Linked DNA regions of Anas platyrhynchos: region 2 is linked to region 1. Evidence: chromatin contacts called from public Hi-C data. All regions are on one chromosome and are shown on one strand. The core of a region is the stretch at or near the end of the contact, and the rest is flanking DNA. Distances in the headings are between cores, read along the strand shown. Region 1 overlaps LOC113845679 (a long non-coding RNA gene). Region 2 overlaps REXO1 (RNA exonuclease 1 homolog).

What was found. Hi-C and Micro-C count contacts between places; a contact is called where the count stands out from the background.
Region 2: a Hi-C map of skeletal muscle shows a contact between it and region 1, with 2.7 times the contacts expected there. The contact joins two enhancer-like sites. A contact is called at or near these places in 3 of 8 Hi-C or Micro-C datasets (F1 follicle, liver and skeletal muscle).

The regions. Positions count from the first base shown.
Region 1 is chr29:4,661,029-4,666,479 of IASCAAS_PekinDuck_T2T, reverse strand. The region is part of intron 1 of LOC113845679 (a long non-coding RNA gene); the gene reads right to left. Among named protein-coding and RNA genes, the nearest start is that of TCF3, 15 kb to the right of the region's middle. Within about 2 kb of position 1,944, at least 2 of the 8 cell types and tissues checked have an H3K27ac peak or open chromatin away from gene starts, as enhancers often do.
Region 2 is chr29:4,785,150-4,790,327 of IASCAAS_PekinDuck_T2T, reverse strand. It overlaps REXO1 (RNA exonuclease 1 homolog), which reads left to right. Exons shown (of 15, transcript XM_027471803.3): 10 at 760-873; 11 at 1,528-1,601; 12 at 5,104-5,178. Among named protein-coding and RNA genes, the nearest start is that of ATP8B3, 11 kb to the right of the region's middle. Within about 2 kb of position 3,342, at least 1 of the 8 cell types and tissues checked has an H3K27ac peak or open chromatin away from gene starts, as enhancers often do.

The sequences.
Region 1 (5,451 bases), core at 695-3,194:
CTCCCTTCGGCTCTCTGCCTGCGGGCAAAGTCGCGCTGCAGCCGTGCCTCAGTTTCCCCGTGTTTAACGCAGCAAATTGCAGGGCGAGGGTGAGGATTAGGGTTAAGGACAGGTTGCTCGGGTTTTCAGCCCCACAGCAAGAATAAATGTTACCGGGCTGAAATCGAAGCTTTCAGCTTGCAGAAGCCTCCAAGCAGCCTCCAAGCAGCTCATGGAGGAGTGAGCTCTGCCGTGCCGCGGCTCCAGCCTTGTCTGGGGGTGACTGCAGCTCAGGGGTCCCTGTGCCTTCCCACCCCTCCACCCCCGAGTCCCTCCAGAACCCCCCAGGAAATCGTTGCTGCTGCACAAGCAGCACACCAGCGTGATTAATAAATCCTGCCAGAGGAGCTGCTGCTGCGCTGAGTTCCCCCATCAAGGAAGGAAATCTTTATTTCTATATATTCTATAAACTAATTTTTGCATCGTTGCAATAAATCCATCTCCCAGCCGTCAGCTGCGATCTGCCTTCATTCCCAGTCTCAGGATAGCTGGGGGGCAGGCTCAGGAGCACCCCCCAGATCACCGATACAGGGATATGTGGGAGCAGTGTCCCCAGGTTGGAGCCCAAAATGGGAACCTGGGACGATGTTATAGGGACTGAAGCTGATGCTGGCACCCAGCTCCCATCCTGTGTGGTGCCTGGTGCCTCGGGATGGAGCCGGGAGCCCCGAATCCCTGCTGTGACCGGGCTGTCACCGCACCAAAGTGACAAAAACGGGCCCAAACCCACTGCCCCCTGAGCACCTCCAGCACGGGGGGGGGGGGAGGACCCGAAGGAAGCGGGAAGGCCCCAAAATGGCACTGGTGGTGGTGCACGGCCCCAGCCTTAACGGGAAATCCTGGAAATGCCCCCGTCTGCGGGTGACCCGGTGGAGGGGGGGGAGCCTTTTCCCAGCAGACCCCATCTCCGAGATGAGTGTGGTTGTGCGCTGGAGACAACGTGTCTGTGCGCTGCAGGCTCCAGCCCCCGGCCGGAGCAGCGGGGAGCACGGGGGGGGGCTGTGGGCAGTGATAGCATGGGGGGGGGAGGGAGTGGTGCCCCCCTTCCGCCCTGTCCCCAGGGTCACCCCCCATGGCTCCAGGATGTCCCTTTTGGGGTCAGTTTGTGGAATTGGGGTGGACACTTGGGACCCATCCATGCCGAGCATCCCACGCTGGGGCTTTTCAGAGGGAGCTCGTCCCACTGCGGGGCTGTGTCTCTGCACCCCAAGCATCGGGGCTTGCACAAGAAGTTGGGTTCCCACCCCATCTGCCTCCTGGACACTTTCTGGGGACGTCCCCTTCTGACCTAACCAATCGGGCTGCTCCTGAGGTCCTGCACCCCAGTTTGGGGGAGATTTCAGTGCCCCATCATCCCATCCCATCCCATCCCACCCCATCCCACCCCACCCCATCCCATCCCATCCCATCCCATCCCATCCCATCCCATCCCATCCCATCCCATCCCACCCCATCCCACCCCATCCCATCCCACCCCATCCCACCCCATCCCACCCCATCCCATCCCATCCCATCCCATCCCATCCCATCCCATATCCCCATCTCCATCCCCATCCCACCCCACCCCACCCCATCCCATCCCACCCCATCCCCCTGCCCACGATGGGGCTCTGCCACCCAGACCCATCTCAGCACAGCCCGGAGACAGCGGCCGATCGAAGCCCGCCGGGCAGGGCAGGCGGGCGTCCCAGCGGGGAGATGAGTCTGCTGGGTCTCAGCCAGCCCAGGAGGGCCCCGAGCCGTGGCTCCGGCACTCACCGAGCCCAGCTCTGCACCTGCATCACCGGGCGGCGAGGAAGACGCAGAGCACCGGGGATGGAGGAAGGCTCCTGTCACCTCTCCTCTCCACCCCAAGCCCTCCCCAGGGTGACCTCCCCCATTACTTGGGGGGGGAACCCCCCTGCCCTATCCCACAACTAGTGGAGAGTCTCCTGAAACAAAATCCTCCAAGCAGCACTTTTTTCCCCCATTTTTGTCCCTTTTTCTCTCCCTTCCCCACGCTCTGCCAGCCCTGGCACTCGTTACGGGTGCTGGCAGCTAACGAAGGGCGCTGTGCATAGCAATGAGATTGATTGACCCCGCTGACCCCGGCCAGGGCCAGGGCTCCCTCCAGGGCTCCCAGGTCACCGGCTGCTGACCATCACCGGTTGCCACGGTGACACCGGCGGTCCCCCGGGACGGGGGGGCTGCGGGATGCAGGGGGGGGGCGCCGGGGCAGGTCAGCGTGTCAAGGCTAGTGCATTAGTGGGATGCGAGTGGATTTGGGAGGGCGAGGGTTAAACTCCGGGGGCGGGGGGCACCCCGAGGGGCAGGTCCCGGTCTGGGGGTGCCCCGGGGGTGGCAAAAGTCACCGGGGAGGGGCGAGGGGGGGGAAACTGAGGCACGGGGGGGGTGCAGTGGGGAGGCAGGAGAGATTGGGGCAGGAAGGAGGCCAAAGGGGGAGGCCGGGGGGGCGGGGGGTGAAGGGATGGAGGTCGGAGGGGGGGTGCAGGATTGGGGGGGGGTCAGGGTGCGGGATGGAGGATGGAGGGTGCAGGGTGCGGGTCCCTCCCGGAGACCCCATTCCTGGGCTCCCGCTGCCCTCTAGCGGGCGGCGCTGTCCCCGCCTTGTCCCCTCTTCGGGTCCCGCTGCCACCACCGCCACGGGGGGGGGGTCCCGCTGCCACCCCCGGCCCGACCCCCGCGTGCCCGCAGCGTCCCCCGGCGGTGACACGGGGGGGGCACAGCCGGGCTGCGTGGGGCCGCTGGCGGGACACGGGGTGCCGGGGGTCGCGGCCGCGGCCACCCGGGGGGGGTCGGCAAAGCGGGGGGGGGGGGAATTAATCAGAGGGGGGAGATGCTGGCGCTGCCCCCCCGCCCCCCCCGTTTTGGGGTTACACACACCCATCAGGAGGGAGCCTGCGGGGGGTCCCAGGCGGGTGCTGAGGGGCCCTGCCCAAGGGGGGCACCCACAGGGGGGGTCCCGGCCATCCCCGCCCCCCCGTCCCGACCCCTCCCCGCACTCGGGGGTCCCGCGGCGCCCCCGGCCCCGCAGCGCCGCCCCCGGCCGCCAGGTGGCGCCACCGCCCCCCGCCCGGCTGTGCTGGAGGCCACGCCCCCGGCCACGCCCCCGCCGCAGGCCACGCCCACTGCCAGAGGCCACGCCCCTGTCCCCAACCATGTCCCCAGCCCTGGTCCTCTCCCAGTCCCCAACCCTTGGCCCTGTCCCCAGTCCCAGTCCTGTCCCTGTCCCCAACCCTCTCCTTGTCCTCAGCCCCGGTCCTCTCCCTGTCCCTGTCCCCAGCCCTGTCCCTGTCCTTGTCCCCAACCCTCTCCCTGTCCCCGTCCCTGTCCCCATCCCCGTCCCCATCCCCTGCACTGCCCACCCCCCAGCCCTCCCGGCCTCCACCTTTCCACCAGCTGGGGACAGGGACCCCGTTGTCCCCGGTCAGGTCCCACCCGACAGAGGGGCAGCTGCCAGGCGTTGGGGACAGAAATCCCCCCACAGCCCCATTTCTCCCTGCCTGGCCCCAAAGGCTGCCCTTGCCCGGTGCCAACGCTCAGCATCCCACAGTGTGTGACACCCCACACCGTGTGACACCCCACGCAGTGTGACCCCATGCAGTGTGACACCCCACACTGTGTGACACCCAAAAGCTGTGCCCAGCCCCTGGTGGCACCCGGTGGGCTGAGTCACCGTGGGCAGCCGCAGGGTGGTGGCACCTGGGCCAGCCCGTCACTGGGGATACAGCACTGGGGACATGTCACTGGGGACATCTCACTGGGGACATGTCACTGGGGACATCTCATCTGGGCTTCAGACAGGAAACCCTCGGTTCTCCTTCTGCCACTCCACCACAGGACGCTGTTGTCACCAAGCACCCTCCTCCCGCTGTCCCTTATTTCGGCAGGGTGACACCTCCGTGCCCGACACCATCCCTCGGCGCTCAGGGACACCGATGGCAGTGGGAGGAGGGACGCGGTGCTGGTGGCTATGGGGGGCGGGCGAGGCCCCCTCCTCCTCCCCAGCCTGTTGCGGTTGGAGCCGCGGAGTGGAAGTAACGCGCGGTGACACCGCGGCCCAAAAAGCCGCCACCAGAACAATGGCCGGGCACAAGGGGACGCGGGCGGCCGCGCTAGGCCCAACGCTCGCCCTGTGCCGGGAGCACCCCTGGGACAGGCAGCGTGGGCACCGTCCCGTGGCGTGGGGCAGCTAACGAGGGCACGGCGCTAATGAGGAAGGCCCGACGTTTCCGACGGTGGCACCGGGAGCGCGGAGCCACCCGCTGAGCCCGGGGCTGGGTCACCCGCGGCTGTGACGGGGGAGAAAGCGAGGGACGGAGCGAGGAAATGGCAGGCCAGGCAGCGGCGGAGCGGTGCGGCTTCGCCTTTAAAATAATGCAGCAAAATTAGCAGCTCTGCAGTCATTAATATGCAAAAATGCAAATGAGGAGGTAATTAAGCTGCAGTCCTCCGGAGGATATTTCCATCATAATGAATTCTATTGTCAGGGAAAGAGCAGCCAGGCGGATTTATGTTGCTTACATGAATATAAAATCTGAGTATCCAAGGCTTGTCCTTGCCGCCTGCTGCAGTCCCCTGCCCCGGACAGCGGAGGGCAGAGGGCACAACGTCCCTGTCCCTTGTCCCCGCTGGCACTGCCCATCGCCAAGCAGGGTGACAGGCTGGGGACATGGGTACCCGCAGGAAGGGGGGCAGAAACCAGCCTTCCTGTGCTCCCCGTGCCATGTACCCGCTGGCAAACCCCGACGAACCCAGTGCCATCGGTGCTGTCCCCCACGGTGACACCGAGCCCCCTGTTGGGGCCATGCCAGGTCTCCATCTCCCCGGGGGCTCAAGGCTGAAGTGGGGACAGGGACACCCCGCTGGGGTCGGGCTCCCCGATGGGTGCCCCCATGTGGGGCAGGACCCCCAGCCCGTGGCCATGTCCCCGTGGGGACACATTGCCTGAGCCTGCTACGAGCCCCCCTCCCACTCCTGGCCAAGCCCTACTAAGCAGTACCTTGTCTGTCTGTCTGTCTGTCTGTCTGTCCCTTGCCATGGGTGACCCCAGGGCCAGGAGCACAACGGGACACTCGGACACCATGGGGAGAAGCCGAGCCCCGTGGCTGGGGTCCCCAAACCACTGGGGGAGCCGACACACGGACACCACCAGGACCCCAAATTGCTCAGCCCCCATTTACCGGCACCGTCCCACCGCCACGCGGGTGCCGCGACCCCCGGCAGCCCCCGCTCCCCCCTACCCTACAGCGGCTGGGGGGGCGCAGGGGGAAGGGGGGGGGCGGCTCGCAGCCTTCCCCTTTCATTCATGCGAGCGGCCGCCGTGGAAAACAAACTGAAACCCACCCAAAATGAAATAGTTGGCCGGGTGCCACCCTGCAGCTGCCGTCTCCCGTCTCAGCCTGGCATTTT
Region 2 (5,178 bases), core at 2,093-4,592, 120 kb before region 1:
CAGCAAATGCGAACAGTCAGAGTTGGAGCCGCACACCGAGACCAGCGGGGAGTTTTATGTTTGCCTCTGAGAAGTGATTTGGAGTAAATGCTGCAACTATGTGCAGTTTTGGGTGAAGAAAGTTATAAAATTGTTAGCATGTGTCCAAAAGAGGGCTACAAAGATGGGGAAGACATGATGAGCAGCTGAGGTCCCTTGGTTTGTTCAGCCCAGAGCAGGGCATGCTGAGGGGAGGCCTCATGGCGGCCTGCAGCTCCCTCACGAGGGGAGCGGAGGGGCAGGCGCTGAGCTCTGCTCTCTGGGGACAGTGACAGGACCCGAGGGATGGAGCTGGGACAGGGGAGGGTCAGGCTGGGTGTTAGGGAAAGGTTCTGCACCCAGAGGTGGTTGGGCACAGGGACAGGCTGCCCAGGGCAGTGGGGACAGCCCCGAGCCTGCTGGAGCTCAAGAAGCATTTGGGCATTGCTCTCAGGCACACGGTCTGATTCTTGGGTGGTCCTTTGGGGACCCAGGAGTTATGGGTCCCTTCCAACTCAGGATGTTCTTTGATTCTATGATTAAGACTGCCATTTTCAAAGGGTTTGCTTTGTCTTTGTGAGAGTTTGAAAAGAAATTTACCATCCCTTAACAGGAACTGTTGTTTGCCGATTTCAACAGTGTTTGGGGCTTTAAGTGAGATTGATTTCCCTGTGCTTTGGCCACGTTTAGCAGGAACAGGATTTAGAGAGGCCTGACCCTTACTTCTTTCTTCTCTTAAAGCCTCCTGCAGGATTTGTTGTCGCTGTGGCACTGAGTACATGGTCTCAGCCTCTGGAAACTGCATTCGCAAGGAGGAGTGTGTCCATCACTGGGGAAGGCTACGCAAGCAGAGAGGTACATCTCTTCAAAGAGGGCTCAGTTACGTGTTAGACGTACTCTAGATCTGAAAACAGAGTCTGTGTTGGATTGGAGTTGCTGTGAAACATTTTGTAGCTTTGGGACTTGTCACGCTCGCAGATTGTGGCAGTTCCTAGTTTTGTCACTGGGTGGCATAGCCTTGTAAAGAGCTGCTGGGGAGCAGCGGTACAGTCCCTAAAATATGAAAACGTGTCTGGAACTGAGGTGGTTCATCTTTTTGGCTTAAAAAAAAAAAGAAAAAAGTAAAAGGCACAAACCATCTTGTACATTTTCAAAGATCATTCTTTTAGGAGACTTAGGAACAATAGAGCTCTGCTGCCTGAGTGAGTTTACCGGTCTTGGTTAAACTCATTTGCAGCAAGATAGTAGCCTAGTTGGAACTCTGTAGTTTTCTGCTAATGCATCCATGATCAGTGAATCAGCTGTGCTGGTTAAATAAGTCAAACTGCTTTGCTCATCTGTGCCATTGCTGGTAGGTGGCTTCTGCAGTTTGAATATGAGAGACTTGTGAATCTCTTTTTTTTCCCTTTGCTTGCAAATTATTGTTGCTGTGTTCATTCAGGACATCTCTGCACTTGTCAGCTGAAGTTTAGGTCTCTTCTCTCTGACTCTTAACTCTTGCTCTTTCAGTACCAGGTGGATGGGAAACTCATTACAGCTGCTGCTCAGGAGCTGTGGGTTCACCAGGCTGCCAGGTTGCTAAAGTAAGTTATTGAGCAACACCTTTTTATTCTCAATGACATTTGTCCTCTGCTTGCAATGGTGGTGGCTGTGTGAGCCTTTAGAAGAATGGTGGATTCCCCTGGGGAGAAAAAGCAAGTACTTCTTAAATGCCTTTTGCTATGCAAAGGTAAGAAAATTTGGTGTTTGGCAAGAAGGAAGAATCTCAAATGTTTGGAGTTGAAGTGGTTTCTATTTTGCAGATGCAAATTTTTTAACATTTTTCTAAGCAAAATGTAAGCACTTTTTCTAAGCAAATGACAGCGGGTTAAGTTGCCCAGCAAAAACTTGGATATAGTCTTCTTTAGGGAAACACTGAAAAAGTGAGAAAAAAGGAAATTCCTTTTAAGAAGCGTGCTCAGAGCCTTGACAACAGTGGCCAAAACCTTTATTCCCTTTTTTTTTTTTTTTTAATTCTTAGATGCCTGTGCTAAGGTAACTTCTGCTGTAGGCCAAATCCTTTCTTAGTTTTCCATTTATTGCACGCCCTTTGTTTTATTAAGGGGAGGAACCTTCCCAAGGAGTGTGTTGTAACCCATAGATATTGCTTCCTCTTGAGGAGGGTGGGGAAAGGATCACATCAGTAGAAAGCAGAATCTAAAACCTGCTCAGGAATTGAGCTTTGGCCCTTTGGTCGAGCTGAATGCTGTCTGGGATACCTTTGTACAGGTGCTTTTTCTTGTTTCCTTACGCAACAGCCAGGCACCCCTGGCTCTCAGTCCATTGACTGAAGGGAACAATCTGTCTCTGGCCTCTGCCCAAGGTCTAGGGATTCTCCTGGTCCCTTGTTTCAGTGGCATTTTTACATTTGGCAGCTGCCATGCAGAGAGAGATGGTTCAGAACCAAATGATCTAAAAGGGTCATGTCCAGTAGAAGGGGCTCCCACAGCTATTTGTTGTAGGGCATCTTATTGTCTTGCTGTTTGAAAGTGCTCAGGTGATACAGAGCCAGCAGAGTTCTGGAGAGGTGTGTGCCATCATTATTCTGGCCAAAAGCTAGAACTAGGAAGTGAATTCTGGGGCAAAATTTAAGGCTTGTCAACTAGAACTAGACCTGTCAGCACATGAACCCTAAAAGCCTGTCCTGCCCAGTCTGAAGCATGGATGGGATCAGGCATGTGGCTGCTCCTCCTATTTCTTTTTCATTTGATATCAGGATCTCTTTTTTAATCAGTGTTCCAAAAAAAACATCCAGCAGGGAAGTCGGGAGAAATTGATGGGGCTATAAAAACATGACTTCTCTGCATGTTTTTACGTGGCTGTTGTAGACCATAAAACCTCATGGCCTTATAAGAAACATACAATTTCTCTAATAGCCTCCTACTCAATGAAGCATGCTGTCAGTGCTCCAGGGCTCAGGCATCCTTTCACATCTGCCTCCTAGTTGTTGTGCTGCTACAGATCACTACATTCTGGCTTTCTTGCTTTTTTCATCCAGATGAATTTTTTGGTAAATTTAAGGTCAGAGTCCCCAGTCTGCTCAGGATGAGAATATGGAATGGGATTTGGGGATGTTTGGGCTACAGCTTTTTTTTTTACATCTTTCAGCTTTGAAGGCATTGAAAATAGCAAATATTTATAATAAACTATTCTAAATAACGGGGCGCATAGCTGGTTAGAAAAGCATTGCTGTGCCTTTTCCTTCCAAACGCATTTGGGATGTGTGTTTGGATCATGCTGCAGTTAGCGCCTGTGGCAGGAGGTGGCAGGGTGGAGCTGTGCATGGAGCTACAGCTCCCCAGGAGCAGACCAGTCGAGCTGCTCTGTTCTTTGTGACAGCTGAGTCTGCTCGCTTCTTTCTTGGATCTGAAAAAACGAAACAACTTTTCTGCTTTCTTCTCAGCGAGGAAGAATTGGACAGTTGTAGAACATCAGCTGTTGTAGAAAAACACCTCATTTGTTTTTCCTTCACTGCTCAGTTATGTTGCATAGCAGAGAAGGGAAAGGATCAAGCTGAATGGGAGAGAATTTTTACTATTTGTTGGCCTGGTAGTGTGTTCTACCCATTTCTTTAGCAAAACAATCAGATTCGTGGGCATAGATGCAGAATTGACAAGTGTGGCCTCTTGCTCCTGGGAATTGAACCATGCAGCCTTGGAGCAGTGCTGGCTTTGGATGCAGGGAGAGGTCAGGCTCGGTATTGGCCCAGCCGCCTGGTTAACTGCAAATGATGCAGTTCTCTCTACTCTGGCTGGTTTTATTATTATGTACTCTATTACCCGCAGTAATGACTGGTGAAGGAAATTATGTAAATCCCTGCTCTGCCTACATATTTCAGTTCTACAACTGCCTGGGTTTGTCCTCTCTAGCCTTTCTGTTCTGAGGTGATGCCATGTGCAGGCTGATTCCTTGCAGGGTGAGATTTGTCAGAAGCATGACGGAGGCTGCATGCAGACTGCTGTGATTATGCACAAATATGTTGAGATTGAGGGATAAACAAAACTTAAACAAAGGAAACCACTGGGAACTAAGGGAGAGAGCATGTCACCTCTGGGTGTGGTGCAGCAATTTAATTTGACCTAAAACCATGCTAGTGGGCAGTCACCACCTCTGCTTTGCCCTCTGTGTTCCTGCTTCCTTGCAGGCACAGTGATGAAGGTAACTGGCTCAGTGCAATGATCCACTTCAAAACACCCCAGAGAAGAAGGCTTTGAGGCTGACTGAATAGTACCAGGGCAGGCAGGGTGGGGTCTGTGGCTGTGGAGGAAAGGAGAGTGGGAGTGCCTCTTGCAACAGTGGCTTAGTCTTGCGTTGGCTTATGCCACTCATGGAAACACTCCCTGAATTTTCCTGCTAGCTTGGGGAGCTTTTCTGCGCTGAATATTGTTGACTCTAGAGCTTTAGCTGGGGATGATGAGGAGAGGCTGGAAATGGTTTCCATTTTTTGCCTCAAGTGCTGGTAAGGCAGTAAGCTCATGTTTGTGAACTGTCTGGTTTCGGAATATAGTGGCTCTTATTTGTCTGTACACACTGACATTTTCTGCTGCTTCATTCCACTAGCTTCTCGTGTCATCTCTGGGCTGTGATACACTTGATACTAAAGCTCAGACAGCAATGTTTGACATTAGAATCCTGCAGCTGGGCATGTCTCAGTCACAGGTGAATCCAGAAACCAGCAGCTGGAGTAGATCCATGTAAGACCACCGAGTGAGCCTTTCTGAGTAATTCTACTCTGAATTGAAAGTTGGAAGCTACCTGAGACGGCCGTCTCCTAGTCCTTAGATATGCGATGCATTGCTACTAAGTGAGCTGTTAATACAGTGCCTCTAGTTCTGATCCTGCTTTGGAATTGGGTTCACACATGGCTGCTACATTGCTTTTGCGGTGAGCTTCTCAGGCCAACTAGTAGGCAAGTCTTATTTCTCGTTAGCCTTTAGAAATTATTTAAAATTTTGTTTTGTTTAAGTGAGTGGTTCTGTTGAAATGGAGTTTTGGGTTTCTTGTTCCTTCCATCAACAAATCATTTTCCTTTTTTTTTCCTTTAAGCAACATGTACATGACGGGCGGAAAGAGAACCTTGATGGCTTTGTGAAGACTTTTGAGAAGTTGCCTACGACTGAT